Linked DNA regions of Mus musculus: regions 1 and 2 are each linked to region 3. The links are chromatin contacts, called in public capture Hi-C and promoter capture Hi-C maps. All regions are on one chromosome and are shown on one strand. Each heading gives the region's core, a stretch centred on a gene start, on an enhancer-like site or on the middle of the called end of the contact. The rest is flanking DNA. Distances are from core to core; before and after follow the strand shown. Region 1 holds the start of Lrrc34 (leucine rich repeat containing 34). Region 2 overlaps Prkci (protein kinase C, iota). Region 3 overlaps Zmat3 (zinc finger matrin type 3).

The links. Promoter capture Hi-C pulls out the DNA fragments that hold promoters and counts their contacts. Capture Hi-C pulls out chosen DNA fragments and counts their contacts.
Region 1: a promoter capture Hi-C map of embryonic stem cells shows a contact between it and region 3, with 2.8 times the contacts expected there. The contact joins the promoter of Lrrc34 here to the enhancer-like site in region 3. A contact is called at or near these places in 6 of 39 promoter capture datasets (the 3T3-L1 cell line, embryonic stem cells, hippocampal neurons and 3 more).
Region 2: a capture Hi-C map of embryonic stem cells shows a contact between it and region 3, with 2.5 times the contacts expected there. The contact joins two enhancer-like sites. A contact is called at or near these places in 1 of 39 promoter capture datasets (liver), 1 of 115 datasets of contacts at active chromatin or transcription factors (stem cell-derived neural progenitor cells) and 1 of 9 other capture datasets (embryonic stem cells).

The regions. Positions count from the first base shown.
Region 1 is chr3:30,645,882-30,649,364 of GRCm38.p6, reverse strand. Lrrc34 (leucine rich repeat containing 34) reads left to right here and starts at 1,547. Exons shown (of 11, transcript NM_027941.1): 1 at 1,547-1,695. It overlaps Lrriq4 (leucine-rich repeats and IQ motif containing 4), which reads right to left and starts at 1,396. Exons shown (of 6, transcript NM_001290510.2): 1 at 1,105-1,396. The coding sequence starts at 1,139.
Region 2 is chr3:31,003,212-31,006,422 of GRCm38.p6, reverse strand. The region is part of intron 1 of Prkci (protein kinase C, iota); the gene reads right to left. Among named protein-coding and RNA genes, the nearest start is that of Prkci, 9.0 kb to the right of the region's middle. Within about 2 kb of position 1,437, at least 13 of the 459 cell types and tissues checked have an H3K27ac peak or open chromatin away from gene starts, as enhancers often do. A contact at or near this core is called in embryonic stem cells, where this site is marked.
Region 3 is chr3:32,339,649-32,343,165 of GRCm38.p6, reverse strand. Zmat3 (zinc finger matrin type 3) reads left to right here. Exons shown (of 6, transcript NM_009517.2): 6 at 1,471-3,517. The coding sequence ends at 1,682. Among named protein-coding and RNA genes, the nearest start is that of Gm42201, 15 kb to the right of the region's middle. Within about 2 kb of position 1,510, at least 17 of the 459 cell types and tissues checked have an H3K27ac peak or open chromatin away from gene starts, as enhancers often do. A contact at or near this core is called in embryonic stem cells, where this site is marked.

The sequences.
Region 1 (3,483 bases), core at 298-2,797, 1.7 Mb after region 3:
AGATACACAGTGAGACCCCCGTCTTATAAACAATAGAAAAACAAAAACAAATAACTTTTTAAGATGCTTATTTTGATTTAGTTTCAGATGAGTTCTAGAAGGTTCCAAAAGGTCATAGCTCTTGCCATCACCCCCAGAAGACATTGAGAAAAATTATATCATACATAATATATATTATATATAAAGTTATCAGAGATGAAAATTAATGATCAGCAACCACTTTTCTCTATGTATATAAAAGACCGGTGGAAGGTCATGTCTGGTGAGGCTGGGTAGGCAGAGAAGCCAGCCTTCCATAGGCAAACAAAAAGCTAACTGAACAAACCAACCATGCCTGGGACAGGAGAACCCAACCAAAGAGAACAATTTTTAATAGTTCCGTGGTTGTCAAGAGGGGCAACTCCTCTAGTCTGGAGTACTCGCAAGTGCAGGGTGAGTTTTCCCACCAGCCAGGGTTCCATTAGATATTTGATCGATAAGAGCCCTTTGGGGATGGTGCAGGTAGGACTAAGAAGAATCCTGGTCTCAGTCAGTTGCTGTACTGCTTGCTCCAGAGGCAGAGCACACCCCACTCCACCCCTCCCCTGCCCCTTCCCCCTCCCCTTTCCCCCTCCCACCCCACTGGTACAGCATCTCCAACCTTTCCTTTCTTCTACCTTCTTAATTCAAAAGAATCTGAGACAGAAAGGGGCAGAGGCTAACTTAGGGACTTTCCTGGAAACTCAAGGGGTAAATGCACATATTTCTGCACTTTAGCATGCTACCTGTGGAGAAAGGACCTTGAAACTCAATTCCTGTACCCACCCAGAACTTCGGCCTTGCCCGGGCTTTCCTGGTAGTAGAGGCAGAGGGATGGAAATTGCCTATGTGGCAAGGACTTACATATTTAGTTATTCACTTTTAACTTATCACCTCTCCTAGATTTCTGTGACTATTTCAGACCCCACTTCCAGACTAGATTCATCATCGGTGGGTCTACAACCGAGCATCCAAGGGTCCCGAACATCCTGCCCCATTCCTTCACAGCCTTACTACAAAGAAGATGCGAAGACTCCACATGGATACGACCTTGCCTGCCTCCATACTCTTGAGTACTGACTGTACCTGTGCATCTGCAGCTTGGCACTGGGATAGGCCATCTCAGATTAGTCTGGAAGTCGCCTTCTCAAGGAAACTCTTCCAGGGGGCTCTACCCCTTCAAAAAAAAAATCCTTTAAACTACTACACACTTGGAGGTTCTACCATTAGATTCCGAGCTTAGCCCTTCGGAAAAGGTGAGACAGGCTGGGTCACCAGGGTTTGTAGTCCTAGTCCCTAGCCCAGCAGATGAGGCTCCTAAACCCTCGAAGCTCCACCATCAGAATGTGTAACCTAGAGCGGATAGGCTTAAAGTGATGATCACTGCCTCCCACTTCAGGCCTCGAGGTTATAGAGTACCCCGCCCTCTTAACGGTGGCCCCGCCTCTTCCCTCTTTCTCCAAAAGGAAGCTTCTGTGGTTGCCATGGGAGCGACTCTGGTTACTGGACTCGTAGTGGGCCGAGCCCTGTGAGGACTGAGCAGGGGCAGACTGTTGAAAAAGCTCAGCCACGGCGGCCTTCCTCTTTAGAGGTCGAGGTCCGCAAAGCGAGCTGGGTAAGGGGCACCGGGCTCTAGGCGAAGGAAAGGGCAGCGGATCCCGCCTGCAGAAGCCCCAGGTATGGAGGCGCCCTTGACCAACGCTGGTCCCCTGTCTTCGTGAGGAGAGTGGCTTTGCTCTGGCCTCCCTCCTGCTTTTTGAGGAGGGTCTGGGGGAGGTATGCCGCGGGGAGGGGAGGCTCTGCGCCCCTGAATTTGTGGAAGTTACGGGAAAATACCTCAGATAAGCAAGAAGCTCCTCAGAGTTTTTCTGAGTTCCCACTTCTAGACTACCCACAGTTTCTTTTAATCACTTTATCTTATTTTTTTTTAAATATCATATAGAAGAAGGGATTTCATTGTGACATTTCCATTCATATATATAATTCCATGTGCACTTTGAGTGCATCCATGAATTTAACGAATTAAACATAAGACTGGGGATATATTCAGGAGTTGTTGGGCAGTTGTGAGAAACCAGAGTTCCTGCCACTACTTTTAGACTATTGTTTTAAAGTGTGTGTTGTGGGGGCCGGAGAGACTGCCCAGAGAGACATTAATAAGGGAAATAAGATGATAAAGGAGGGAACACCGACACTGCTAGTTTGACCTGGAGCCTGATGGAAGAGGAGGACGGGGCTGCGGAAAGACTGTATGCTTTTGTCCTCCACCCATGGGTGTGACTGCTGCCTTCTCAGTCACGGGGCCTCTGAAGAAAACAGCGTGGAGAGACTCAAGTCCTGCCTTTGCTTTTGACCCCTAGAAGGGCAGACACCATTAGTGCTGGTGTTCCACCCCCAAGAAGTTAGTAGCCTGAGGCAGGAAGGGCGCCAGTAGAAAGGCGCCCAGCTCTGGCTTTTGTTTAGAAACCACAGGAGCATCTGTTTCCAGGATGCTAATACTGCACTTAGTTGATGTTCCTTCCCTAAGTGCCACAGACATCTCAGAATGGGGCATTCAGGTCCCATCCCCCCTTCCGAAGCTCAGCAGAACCTAAATATTATAAATATCCTAAGTCCTGGTGTATCTCTCTCACACACATACAAACACAAATAAACTTAAAATAACTATTTTAAAAATTATAAGAAAAGTTCATTTCCTTTCAGCTTAAATATAGCAGATCTTAGGTCTTGGTCTGCAGCTTTGAGTGGTAAACTCTTAGAGTGTAGATGGCCACTCAGCAGTGGATGCTTTTAAAATATAGAAATTTAGAGAAGCAGCTGGCATCTAAGAAGCCAGGCTACTTAAAGTGTGAGGTGGCAGAGTGTATTCTGAAATACATGTACACAGAAAGTAGAATAATCAAGCCAGTAGCATGAGTGTTTTACAAGAGTAAGAACATGGCTTCCATTATGGAGGACCCAGAGTTCACAAGAAATGTCTTTAAAGTAATATTGGAGCCAGGTGTGCTAGCACACACCTGTGATCCCCGATACCTGTGTAGCCGGGGAAGGATGACTGTGAGTTCAAGGCCATTCTGAAGAACACAGCGAGACCCTGTGTTTAGAAGAAGAAAAGAAAGGAAAGGTAACAGTTTAAAGTAGTGGAACTACTAGGAAAGCTGCTGCGTAACAGAGACCTCAGCTCCTATTTGTTTATTTTTATTAAAAGCAAAACATAGGTGGGGGTGGGGTGATGGCTGAACCGGGTGAAGCACAAGTATGGGGGTGTGAGTTTTGATCCCTAGCTCTCATATAACAGCCAGGCTTCAGGAGTGTATGTCTGAAGCCCTAGCGTTTGGGGTTGGAGATGGGTGGCTCTCAAGGGCTCTGGAGCCAGCCAATCTAAGCCTAAACAGTGTCTGTAATAGTGGTTCAGTGACATTTCAAACAATAGGGCAGAGAACAGAGGACAATGACACTTGATAG
Region 2 (3,211 bases), core at 188-2,687, 1.3 Mb after region 3:
ACTACACACCACAGAGCCACAGCAGCAGACCATAGTTACTGGGACAGAACCAAGACAGCAGAAATGAGCTCTCACAGCAGTTGCCACCTTAGTCTAACATACACTGGGAAAGGATAGCCTCTTCACCAAGTGGTCCTAGGCCAAAGGCCCAGGGAACACCACCACAGAAGACAGAAGAGGGATTGGAAAGACTCAAGTCCAGAGAACCAGCTCTTTCCTACAAATGACAGAGAAGCTAAACCTCAAATAATATGGCTGACCAACGGAGACCTTAAGGACGCTACCAACATGTTAGCATGGAAGAGGGAAATCTTACCTGAGCCCACCCAGAACAATGAACTACAGGCAATTAGGGAATTAAGGCTTGCTGAGAGAGGTAGATGTAGTCTTCCCAAGATGAGGCTCTAATTGGTTATCCAAAACAAAGTGGTCAAACTGGAAACCTTATACATATAAGTAACATTGAGCAGATTCAGCATATTACATATTTAATGCATCTATGTATACATGTATTGTGTGTGTGTAACAGTAACAAAGAAAAAGAGATCATAGATTTGAGAAGGAGCAAGAGGGGAGGGTGGGAAACATGGTACTGGTCGGAAGAAGTAAAGAGAAGGAGGAAATGATGTAATTAAACTTTAATTTTAAGAAAAAAATTTTAAAATGGTCCTAGGAAATTGTATTTCCACATTTAGCATGTAGTAAAATATAATAAATAGTAGAAAACTAAGATCTCTACCTGTAATTCTGTATAAAACTCCATTGAAAATGGAAGCCTGTGAGATGGCTCAGCACATAAAGGGGCTTGCTGCCAAGCCTAAGCCTGAATGCCATCCCCAGAACCCACATGGTAGAGAGAACTAACTCCTGAGAATTATCCTCTACCTCCACACATCTGTGATAGCATGTGTGTACTCCCTCACACACAACACACAAACAACACACACCGCACAGACAAAAAATAAATGTAAACATTTTCAAATTAACTTAAAATGAATCAAAAAACCTTAATGTCCGACCTAGAACTCTTAAAATGCTACAGAAAAAGACTTTAAAATATACACAGAAGCAAAAACTTTCTGAAAAAGACTCCAAAAACACAGGGAATAATCCCAAGAATTGATAGGCAGGGATACATGAAATTAAAAACCTCTTTAACAAAGGAAACAATACCTGAGTGAAGACACAGCCCACAGAGTGGAAAACAACAGCCTTTGCTGACCACACAGGACAGGACAGGAGATTAATGTCTAGAATATGTGAGGATAAACACGAATTAAACTTCAAAACATCACCCCATCAAGAAAGGGAGGAGCTACGAACTGAACAAAGTTCTCAGAAGAAATCAAAATGACAATAAGTACACAGAAAATGCACAGCATGCTAGGCATCAGGAGAATGCAAATTACAACTGCTTTGAGATCCCAGTCACCCCAGTCAGCAATGCCACCATCAAGAAAACAAGCCGGAGGGCTGGAGAGAGAGATAGCTCAGCCATTATGAGCACTTGCTGATTTTACAGAAGTCCTGGGTCCCAGTCCTAGCACACACATGGTGGCTCACAACTAACTCATCTTCCAGGCATCTGATGACCTCTCCTGACCTCTGTGGGCCCATGCAGGCACAGCACTCACACACATAAAATATATAAATAATAAATATGCCACACCCAGAACTTGGGAGGTGGAACCAGGCAGAGTCAAGGCTAGCCTGGTCTACAGAACTCTGTTTCAAACACAACAATAATTAATTAATTAATTAATTAATTTTTAAAAAAGAAAAAAAAGCAACAACTGCTGTTAGAGTGTGTGTGTGTGTGTGGGGGGGGGGTGAAGCCTTGTACACTACTGATAACACTGTCAACTGGTGTGATACTACAGGTATCAGTATGTTCCTCAGAAACTCAAAAGGGAACTAGGGTATGACCACCATGCTTGGGCGTACACCTAAAGGCGTCTAAGTCAGCACACCACAGGAAGAGCAGCACATACATGTTCACTAGCACACTGCTTATAACAGTTATCAATCAGAAAAAGAAAGTCACAGTGGGGGCTAGAGAGATGGCTCAGCGGTTAAGAGCACTCAATGTTCTTTCAGAGGTCTTGAGTTCAAATCTCAGCAACCACAATGTGGCTCACAATCATCTGCAACAAGACCCGATTCCCTCTTCTGGTGTCTGAAGACAGCTACAGTGTACTTACATATGATAAATAAAATAAATCTTTAAAAAAAAAAAAAAGAAAAGAAAGTAAGTCCCGGAGGGAGGAAATCAGCCCAGATGTCCACTGTCTTAGCCACTGATCTACTGCTGTGAAGAGATACCATGACCAAGTCAACTCTTACAAGGAAAAGGATTTAATTGGGGCTGTCTTACAACTTCAGAGGTTTAGTGCATTATCAGCATGGTGGGAAACATGGAAGAAGGCAGGCAGACATGGTACAGAAGGAGCTAAGAACTCTCCAACTGGATCCATAGGTAGCAGGAAAAGAGGCCTGGCTTGTGCTTTTGAAATCCCTAAAGACCACTCCCAGTGACACACTTCCTCCTATAAGGCCACACCTGTAGCGTTGAGTTTGGGCTACACTGCTTTGGCTCCTTAAGAATCATATACACGCAACTGCCCAGGAACTATCTGGATTGGAGAATGGAAGACCCACACACACCAGTTAATTTTAAAATGCCTTGGCTACCTCAAAGACTGGACATTCCTAAACCTTCCCCTGCTACCCCTGGCCCAATCAGGGAAGTGAATTCTTACATGGCTGGTTGGCTCTCTCTCCTGCAGCTCTAAATCTCATCCATTTCCCTCCCCGTCATGGTGACCCTCCTTTCTTCTCCCCAGCTGCATCCTAGCCAGCCCAACTGTAAGGGTCCCGCCCAGTGCCCAGCCATTGGCCGTGTTGGCATCTTTATTGATCCATCAAAAAACAATTGCAGACAAGGGACCTTTAGGGTTTGGACACAGATTCCGGTTGATTCAGAGCATTAGAACCAATCGCCAACACACACCTCCTAACCCTCTCAGGCAGCGCTGCTCCCTCCCTCATGACACTGCATTTCTGAGCCTGCGGTGGTTTGAGTAGATGTGGCCCCCAGAGACTCAAGTGTTTGAATGCTTGGGCCATAGGGAGTGGCACTATTAGAAGGTGTGGCCTTGTCAGAGGACAGTCCAGCTACACCTAGTGGGACTCATAGTCCCCTTCTGCTGCC
Region 3 (3,517 bases), core at 261-2,760:
TTTTGGTTTTAGTGTTTTAGAGTCTCTTATAAGTCCTTTTTAAAAAAATAGTTATCAGATGAAATATGTAAAGCCCATTAGAAAATGGGCCTCTCAGGGGCTGGGAAGATGGTGCAGGTATACAAGCCTGAAGACCTGAGTTTGATTCCAATGTCAAGTGGAAAAAGCCAGGCACAGCAATTCACACCGCTTATCTCAGGTGGAGATGGGAGGTCCTTGGAGCTCACTGGCCTAACAGCCTAGCTGAATCATCAAGCCTCAGGCTCTTGAGAGTCTCAAAATATAAAGTAGAGAGTTTTTAAGGAAGAAACTGGACACGTTCAAGCACGCATGCCCACTCATGCTTCCTGATTTTAAGTCACACCATGTTCAGTGTGGTCTTTATACAGGTAATGAGTGAGAGTTATCTAGGGAATTCTTGTGATGTGTGCATTCAGCAGAGAGCCGTGTGTTTATGGAAGTGTTCTCTGCTTACTCTAGTCCTGGCTACCACAGCCTCCAATGCTATGTGTGCCCGCAGAGGCTGTTTATATGAGCAGGAAAGCAAAAACAGAGTTCGCCGAATAACAAGAGACAGCTAAATAACAAAATACAGAAAGTCAGAGAAACCTTTTGTCTGATGAATATTATCTCAGTGTATTATTAGTTATGACCAAAGTTAACCAAAGGACAAAGATGGTCAGGCTGGATTTAAAAAGCCAGCTGAGATGAAGGAACGTCCCCCTAGCTGTGTTAATGTCAAGGAAAATAAATACATTTAGGATGGGGATGGCACAGATTAGGCTCTCTGAGTAATCCAAATACAGAGACTGGGCTGGAGCCATGGGCTTTATTCTGTCCCTCACACCGGCTTCAAATTTGTCACAATCCTTTGCCTTAGGCTCCCAAGTGCTGAATTATAGGCACAAGCCACCATGCTTGGCTACAGTCTTTAAACATTTATTTTTAAGAGTCACGAGCATTTAGAACTTGAGTACAGGCTTAGCTCTGTAGTCTGCCCTGGCACTTGTTGGGAAATCATTTTATGTGTGTAGGTTGAACTTCTATGTACATGTAATTTAAAAGAAAATCCATTCACCTCTCCTTCATTTAAACTCTTCAGTTAGAGTCTGATTTAGAATTTAGAATTATCAATTACGTGAGGACTGGTGGAGTGTTTTTTTCTAAATGGACATTCTAAGGATCTGCGTGTGTATGTGTGTGTGTGTGTGTGTGTTGAGCGTGTAAAGACTAGAGGTTTAATTTTGGGGTAGCTTTCTCTTGCTCCTCACCTTATATTTCAAGACAGTGTCTCTCACTGAACCTACAGCTCACGCATTGACTAGGCTAGCTGGCTACTCTGTCCCCAGGACCCTCCTGTCTCTGCCTTCTGCACTGTGGTTTCAATGCCAAGCCACAACGCTTTTTTGTGGGTGCCGGAGAAGCCGCCTTCTACCTTGACTACCTCACTTCTGTCTCTTGCGTCAGCAGGCCCTTACTTCAATGCCCGCTCCCGGCAGAGGATCCCGCGAGATCTCGCCATGTGCGTGACTCCAAGTGGCCAGTTTTACTGCTCCATGTGTAACGTTGGGGCTGGCGAAGAGGTGGAGTTCCGGCAGCATCTAGAGAGCAAGCAGCACAAAAGCAAGGTGTCCGAGCAGCGGTACAGGAGCGAGATGGAGAACCTGGGCTACGTTCAGTGATGGCCGTCCTCACAGAGAAGCCTGTCCTGCCTGTTTGCCTTCTGTCGACCTGCCTTGCTTTGTGGTCCTCCATGCGTACATTCCTCATTTCTCTGCTTAGTGCGAGTAACCTGCAGCGGTGCCAGAGCCGTCAGGTCGGGGTCGGGGAGGGAGGTGCGTTTCTTTGGTCACCAGGATGCTCTTTTGGGCCAACTGTGTCAAACAACTCACAGTGAGCTTTCTGCCCCATCGGGTGTAACTTCTTATCTTGGCCAAGTTCTGGTTAAGCAGCAGTAGCCTGACTAGAGCTACGATTATTTAAAAATGGCATCTACTTTTGCGGTTTTAGGTTTACGCACATTAGAGGAATTGACTTGAGTTCTTACTTCCAATTATAGAGAAAACAGGTAAACAGAGATTCCCGTTTTCTGATGCTCCTGGGAACCATTACCACCACAGTGTGGTGTCTACAAGATGTGCTGTTAGGGTGTGTGCCTGGGTCTCCCAGCAGCTCCTGGTTCCCTGTGGCATATCCCTCCTCCCGCCCCCCCCTCCGTAATTAACACATAGGTTTCCTTGAATTCATATACGTCCAGAATACTGTGTTCTTCTGAACATGTGACTTCATCTCCAGTTGTGAACCATACACATGTAATTCTCGTCCGTCTCTTTCCCTGCTTGGATCAGCTTCTCCACTCGCTCACCCCATCCTCATGGCCTCGCTTGCTGGCAGTTTTGGAGACCCAGATTTGACTGTCTAATGAGTTGAAGATGGATATTCTTTTAGAAAATATATTTTCAGATGATTCGAGGATGTGTTTGAGATTTCAATTTGGAATTCTATTTTCACTGATGATTATGTGACCTCATGGGATAGTCATTTTGTGGCTTTTGACGATTGTATCCTGACAATGCCCTGACAGGTAATGGGCATGCCTGGAAAATACCCCTGCCTTTTTCTTTCTTTCTTTCTTTCTTTCTCTCTCTCTCTCTCTTTCTTTCTTTCTTTCTTTCTTTCTTTCTTTCTTTCTTTCTTTCTTTCTCTCTCTCTCTCTCTCTCTCTCTCTCTCTCTCTCTCTCTGCCCCTCCCTCCCTCCCTCCCTCCCTTCCTTCTTTTAAAAGCTGATCAAGTCTCAGTGTCATTTCTAATAGCAAAACGCCACCATTGCATCTTCTCCTTGGCCTCCTTGAAGAGACTTTGAAAACACAGATGACTTTGGTGTCTAATGATTATAATGGGATTCTTATTTTTTAAATAAAAAGCCATAGTGTATGTCTAGACAGACTGATGGAGTGTTATATGTGAACTTGTGTTCACTGTGTGTCCTTTGTCCTTTTTCCTTCACATGTGTAAGACCAGCATGCCCGTGCTCCTTAGGGAAGCAAGCGTGCGTCTGCAGAAGGCTTAGGGCAAGCAGGATTTTGCACTATAACAAATACATATTTCATTACTCAGTCACCTGAGAATTCTCCGGGCAGATGGAGAGGGAGGAAATGCTCAGCTGCCTCTTCTCTCTCCATTGCTGCTTTAGAGTAGTCGAGACCCATAATTAAAGGTTAATTTTGTGATTGCTGGCTTCTGGAACGGTAGAGCTATGTGGCTAAGTATTTCCCCTTCAGAAACAGAAGACAGAGCAGTGTTAGCCTCAGACTTGATCTCCATTCGCAACTCCTCACACCAGGAACCCCTCCTGCGGCCATCTACAGAGCTGGTCAGTTTAAGGCGACTTAGGGTGTATCTTGTTAGCCATTTGGTTGCTCATTTTGCTGCAAAATATAATTCTTCGTTAGACTTAAATATACTGCTGGCCACTTGGTTCTGTGATTGTTTAACTGTCTCATCTGTTCTCTGCAGG